Regions from separate parts of the Pan troglodytes genome. Here region 1 is linked to region 2. The links are chromatin contacts, called in public Hi-C maps. All regions are on one chromosome and are shown on one strand. Each heading gives the region's core, a stretch centred on a gene start, on an enhancer-like site or on the middle of the called end of the contact. The rest is flanking DNA. Distances are from core to core; before and after follow the strand shown.

Evidence for each region. A called contact is a pair of places that touch in the nucleus more often than the background predicts.
Region 1: a Hi-C map of stem cell-derived neural progenitor cells shows a contact between it and region 2, with 2.4 times the contacts expected there. The contact joins the promoter of GADD45A here to the enhancer-like site in region 2. A contact is called at or near these places in 1 of 7 Hi-C or Micro-C datasets (stem cell-derived neural progenitor cells) and 1 of 1 datasets of contacts at active chromatin or transcription factors (stem cell-derived excitatory neurons).

Annotation. Positions count from the first base shown.
Region 1 is chr1:163,299,307-163,302,382 of NHGRI_mPanTro3-v2.0_pri, forward strand. GADD45A (growth arrest and DNA damage inducible alpha) reads right to left here and starts at 1,777. Exons shown (of 4, transcript XM_513476.7): 1 at 1,401-1,777; 2 at 813-914; 3 at 352-589. The coding sequence starts at 1,444.
Region 2 is chr1:162,884,006-162,887,078 of NHGRI_mPanTro3-v2.0_pri, forward strand. All of the region lies in intron 11 of WLS (Wnt ligand secretion mediator), which reads left to right. Among named protein-coding and RNA genes, the nearest start is that of DIRAS3, 52 kb to the right of the region's middle. Within about 2 kb of position 1,431, at least 7 of the 24 cell types and tissues checked have an H3K27ac peak or open chromatin away from gene starts, as enhancers often do. A contact at or near this core is called in stem cell-derived neural progenitor cells, where this site is marked.

The DNA of each region.
Region 1 (3,076 bases), core at 527-3,026, 420 kb after region 2:
ATGAGGGGTGAGCCAGGAATTCATTTGGCTTTATCTAATCTGCACTGCTAAAGGAATTAGTCACGGGAGGCAGTGCAGATGTAGGTAGGGAGTAGCTGGGCTGACTGCTGACTCACAGGGATCTCTTCCGCTGCTGGCAGTCCCCAGCATGCTTAGACATGTTCTGTACCACAGAAAATCCTGATGATGAAACTAGTACATCTCGGCTGAAAGTCCAGCCACACTCTAGTCGGGCAAAGGCAGCCACCCTCCTGACCCCCACCTACCACAGATCCACAATCAGGCAACCCAGCCCTGACTCCCGTCCTTCAGGGGCTCTACCCTGCAGGCTGCAGTCCCCCAGTCCCTTACCGTCACCAGCACGCAGTGCAGGTCCGGGGGCTGCTCGGCGCCCTCGCTCGCCGCGGGGCCAGCGTCGGTCTCCAAGAGCAGGAGCTCCGCCAGCCGGCCCGGGTTGCTGACGCGCAGGATGTTGATGTCGTTCTCGCAGCAAAACGCCTGGATCAGGGTGAAGTGGATCTGCAGAGCCACATCTCTGTCGTCGTCCTCGTCCGCCGCCAGCAGGCACAACACCACGTTATCGGGGTCGCTGGGGGCAGCGGGCGGGGCCAGTGAGCGCAGCAGCGCGGGCGCCCTCAACCCCTGCCCGGGTCCCTGGGGGTCGCCGCCCGGCCCGCTCGCCCCCTCCCCTCCGAGACAGGCAGAAAAGCGACAGGAAGTGGCCCGGCCGGGCGAGGGGCGCCCAGCCAAGGCGACCTCCCGGGCTGGGGCGGGAAGGGGTGCCACGGGGGACGCGCAAGGGCCCCACTTACACGTTGAGCAGCTTGGCCGCTTCGTACACCCCGACAGTGATCGTGCGCTGACTCAGGGCTTTGCTGAGCACTTCCTCCAGGGCATCCCCCACCTTATCCATCCTACACGCGGGCAAGGGCGAGGGGTCCCGTCAGCCCCGGTGCCCTCGGGGCCATCGCCGCCCCCCTCGTCCGGCACCACGCCCCTCCCTCTCGAATGCAAGCACCACCGCGCACCTGGGCTCTACGAAAACCCGGCGCTCCCGCGGCCCCGTCACCCCCCATGACCCCTGCACGCCCAAGGACCAGGCGTCCCGTGAGAAGTCCCGAGAGTGCCCCTGCCACAGGCTGCCAGCCACGGGAGCCGCACGGGCAGCGACGGCCACTGCTGCCCTTTGCAAAGGCCCCGGCGGGGCTCGTTCGGGTTGGGGGGCACGCTCTTTCAGTCCGTGGGAGCTCCACGGAGAGTCCCGAGGGAGCAAGGGCGGGAGTTGCCCTGTGCAAACTTTTCTGCTTCCTCCCCTGCAAGCCTTCCACAGCCCGGCTGCACCGGGGAGCGCGGGGTAGGTAAGAGAAGTTTGGGCCGGAAGAGTCCGCAGGCCGACTCACCTTTCGGTCTTCTGCTCTCCAGCCGAGAATTCCTCCAAAGTCATATTGCAAACTGCAGGTCGCCCAGGGAGAGAGCGCGGCGTGCGGGCTGCTCCTGCCACGGCGAGCGCGCGGGCGCCTGCTTTCTGCACTCACTCACAGGCGCCGCTCCGGCAGCTCAGGCCCTGGCGCTCTCCGGCCGCCCCTCGCCCGCCCGGGCTCCTCCTCCTGTGCCAGCCGCCGCAGCTCCGGCCACCCCTCCCGCCTTGCTTGCTCGCTCGCTCCCCGGACCTCGCCTCGCCACGGGCCGCACGACACTAATTGGGCAGCTGCCTCCCAGCCACTGGAGGACAAAGGGCCCCGCTCTCCGGGCTTATCCTGCCAACCCTCAGCCAACCACCTTCCGCCTCATTTGCATGCAGCTTGGCCATTGGGCTATGCAAATCAGCCTGCCCCAGCAATTTGACCCCAGCTCCTGGAGTCAGGTTGAGAGGAGCGGAAAAGGGAGGAGCCACGCAGGAGGCGAGCCGAGGGGGCGGGGGCGGGGGCGGTGCCGAGAGGGGAAGGCGGGTCCCGCGCGCACTCTTATCCGGTTGGCGGGGACCATTGGGAGTGGAGGGCTTTAGCAGAGGCTAGAGGTGGCCTCAGCTTGGGCTGAAGCAGGCTGCCAAGTGTTCTTCTATAATAGTTGCGGCACTTTTTTCTTATTATCCTTTCATGTCTTTTGTTTTAAGGGGTGGCTATTAAAATCTATTTCCAGGGTTAATGCACTGAAGTCTAGTAATTATTAGTAAGCAGGTTACATTAAAAAAGTGTCTCCAGACCTCCGGGGCAAAGTTTACCTCAGAAGTGTTGTTTATCTAAGTCTAGGCGAAGCTGCTTATTAGCAGTAGTATTATTTCGGTGCCCTGATGGCTGGTTTGATTTATTTTTGGAAAGCTGCAAGGGTTGGAAGCTCAAAAAAGAAAAACCAACCCGTTTGTATTCAGGGATGGCAGGGAACCAAGTTAGAATCTTTTCCACAGAAAGCAGAACGGTTTCCCACCTGCCCGGTGTAACTGGGAAATCGTGAGCTGGTGTGCGTGGGGAGCTGGTGACCACATGTGGGAATCCCTGGCAACCTAGATTCTCCTTTCTCAAAGAGCCTTGCCCAAACAAGGATCCTTCTGGACGCCCACCAGCTGAGAGACAACCATCTGACACCCACACAGCCCACAAGTCTAAATTCAAAATGCTCTCGATATGCCCTAAGCTTCCTTTCCTAACGTATGTCGTTACCTTCCACAGAGAGCCTCCTATGATCTCACTGTGAATTATTGATGTTAGATGCTGAATCATGAAGCTGTAACTATAGGAAGTTTTTAGTCATATGCTAAAATTTCACCTTTGAGATAATGGCAACTTGTAGGTGGAAAGCAGACCTTTAAAACTGCAAATGGTAGTTACACATTTTTGAAAAACAAACTTTAATATATAGACTCTCACTGAGTAGTTCAAAAGTCCCTTCCTTTGTTTTATGGTTTATGCAATAAAAGCAAAAACATTTCTTAAACCTACTGAAGTCATCAAAAGTGGTGAAAATGGCTCCCACATGCTTGCATTCAAAACAGTGCTTGCATTATTAAGTTTGCTGTACAGCCAAAGGTCACAGAAGTAATTTCTGCAAAGGTACCTGGAAGTTTTGCACCCTTATGTTT
Region 2 (3,073 bases), core at 181-2,680:
AGGAAGGACCCTGGACACCCATAGTCCCAGTAGAGCTGGGCTTAGGGATCATATGATATTGCACCTACAAAGAAATACCCTCCAAGTTTTCACTGATTGTAGAGCTCAACATGAGTCAGCAGTGGGATGCAGCTGCTCAGAGCAAATGTGATATTCAGCTGCATTAATGGAACTATTATGTTTCCAAAAGAGAGCACAATGACCTCCCTGGACTTTGCATAACTAGCTAAGTCTAGAATACTGAGTCATCTCCACCGATAATGGTAGTGATGATTCTCAGAACCATTTTGTATAAAGAAGAGTTTCGTGTGACTTTTCTCCTGGGAAACAGGGTCTGCACTTAGATTTTGCTTTTTTTTTTAAATCACAAACATTGCAGGGCCCCGAGAGACAGAAGCTGTGCATTTTATTCTTAATCAAACACTACATCAAGGAATGTTCAGTTTTCTCCCTACTGCTTCTCTCCTGTGCCTCAAGGTGGGACTCTTCAACGGTCTGGATAGTTCTGGGCCCTTGAGCCAGTGTGGCTTGCTGGGTGTGGGCCCTGTGACGGAGGTAGGGCATGTCTTATGAAGAAACCTTTGTGAGCTCCGCCAGACAGCCAAGTCAAGGAGGAAAATTGTCCCCTGCCCCCGGCACCCCATTTTTCAGTTCAATTTAAGGCAGATCTTCTAACAATCAGGGCTGTTTAAAAACAAAATGAGCTGCTCTGGGAAGGAGCAAGTTCTCCATTTTTGGCAGTGCCCGAGCAGCATGTGGGTGATCCACTGAATACTGCTGTGGATTAAGCAAAGGCTTGGCGGGGATGATGCTGGGCGCGCCTCCAAACCCGACTCTGTGCTCCTATGCTTACACCACCCTGGTCTCCTCTGACAAGACTTCCCAAATACCTTGCTTCTCCTCATTTGGAGTTAGTGGCCCCCTACAAACTACAATTATAGGATTCTGAATCCATTTTAAAATAAAATGGAGTATTTATCCTCTTATCTCTCTCCATCACCACCAGTACAGCCTCCAATCACTCAGCTCTGACCACTTGAATCCATAAGAAGAGAAGAACTGCATAATTTTGTCTTTCTAGCTTTCCTGGTCCATTAGAAGGGCACCGCAGTGTTCCCTCTTTAATCCCTTTAGCTTTTTGGCAAAGCAGCAGGAGAAAACACCTTATGAGGAATGTGAACAGATCACAAGGGGAGCCAACCTGTGATTGTTCTTCTTCACTCACCTGCTTCCCAGTCAGTTCAGTCCAAATCCTTTTGAAGCAAGCACATGAATTGTTGCTACTTTAGGGCAATTACAGGATTTACAGATTAAACATATCCCCACTGGTTTCCCTAGCAACCGTCTTTGAATCACAGGATGAGATAAAACTATTGTTCTAGTTAATAGAGTCTGATGTTAAGAGAAGTCCAGCCATGTAATTCACAGAGGTATGCACCCTGGTGGGAGCAGAAAGAGCGCTAGGCAGGGAGGCAGCAGACCTACGTGCAGGTTCCGGTCCACTGGGGTCAGATACAGAACAGGAACATATCTCAAGACGCTGGTGACAGTGCCCCCCGCAAAAAAAAAGGGTTCAGAGCACTGCCAGGGGAAGAAAGATGCAGGTGTTTCTAAAATGAGTGAAAACATTAGGCACAAAACAATCCAAGGCAAGGGGTCTACTTGGACAAAGCCAAGACACAGTGAGGTCAGGGGCAGGGCCCACTCCTCCAGCTGCCAGACCAGGCAATCAAGCCACCTTGGGCAATGCACATTATTGTGTGGCCAGACCTGGGTGGGGTCTGGGAAGGTCAGCTGGCAAGAGGGGCATACGATTTTTGGCTTTTTACCTGCATAATAAGATGCTTGGGTTACATTTCAAGGCCCGTTCCAACTCTTCTGGGTAGTAGAGCTTCTCTGATTCTGAACCAATTGAGAAATAGTCATATTTCAGCAAATACAGATGAATATAGGACCTTTATTGGTTGTTGAGTAGGAGCCCTTAAAGTGGACCTGCGATCAGATGACCTTCAAAATGATACAACCCCAGCTGGGTCTGGACCTGCACATGAGGAGAATTGAGTCTGTGGTGCAGAAACATGGAGGTCAGATGCATGCCTCAAATCAATGAATTCTGGAGAGCAAGAAGAGAGACATCAACCTCCAGATCCCAGGCTAGGATTCAACCGTTCTTCCCATAGGAAAGCAGAAGCAATGAAAAAATTGTCTCACCCTGTGCACAGTCAGCCTAAACAAGAGAGCCCGCTGTTTAGGACCCTTCTCCAACCTCCCTAAGAAGAGAAGTCATTCTTTCCCTTGGGAAGAAGTAAAAGAGGAAGGGGCAGGAAATAACTTCCCAATCCCCCAGAGGACAGAAAGTCCTGTTATAGGCTGGGAAGAATGCAGGAGGAGAAATGTTTCCTGTAACACAGGGAGGAGGGTGTTGAATGGAATACCAAAGGCATATAGCTGGCCCATGGTAGACACTCCTTACTTGCCCTTGCTTCCCAGAAAACACAAGTCTAACCACCTACACCTCTGTGTGCAGAGTCTGCAGCTCCCAGCAGCCATAACGAAGGCATTTACTGCCACCTACACACATATAGTTCAAAGTCCTTTGGAAAATGAAAATCAACAGTAAGATATTTGATTTCTCTCCCGTAACAGCTAAGTAGAATGAATATATTAAGTTATTGAAATGTTAAGAGCATATTTTTTGTTTCCCATTATTTCTCGCTGTAACTATGAAGTTTTATCATTTTCCTTGTTAAAGGAAGAGAAAGTGTGTTTATAAACATGTATTTTGCAAAGCCGCTTGCAGCCAGTCTTTCTGAACTTTCACCATTGGGAGATTCACCCCCAATTCATGAAGTTTCTAGATTTCTTGTGCAATATCTCAGAGTTCCTCATTTAGTAAGCAGCATCTTAATAATAGCAAGCCCTGTCTTGTATTATATTCTGGACAGTGAACATAGACATATTTGTTTAAGGGTCAGAGAGAGAAGATAGCACTCTCAGGAACACACTAGAGTGAGTGGTTGAATTGGATTCAGCCCTGCAACCCTTCTGTCTTTGTGATGCTTCATGTGATCCT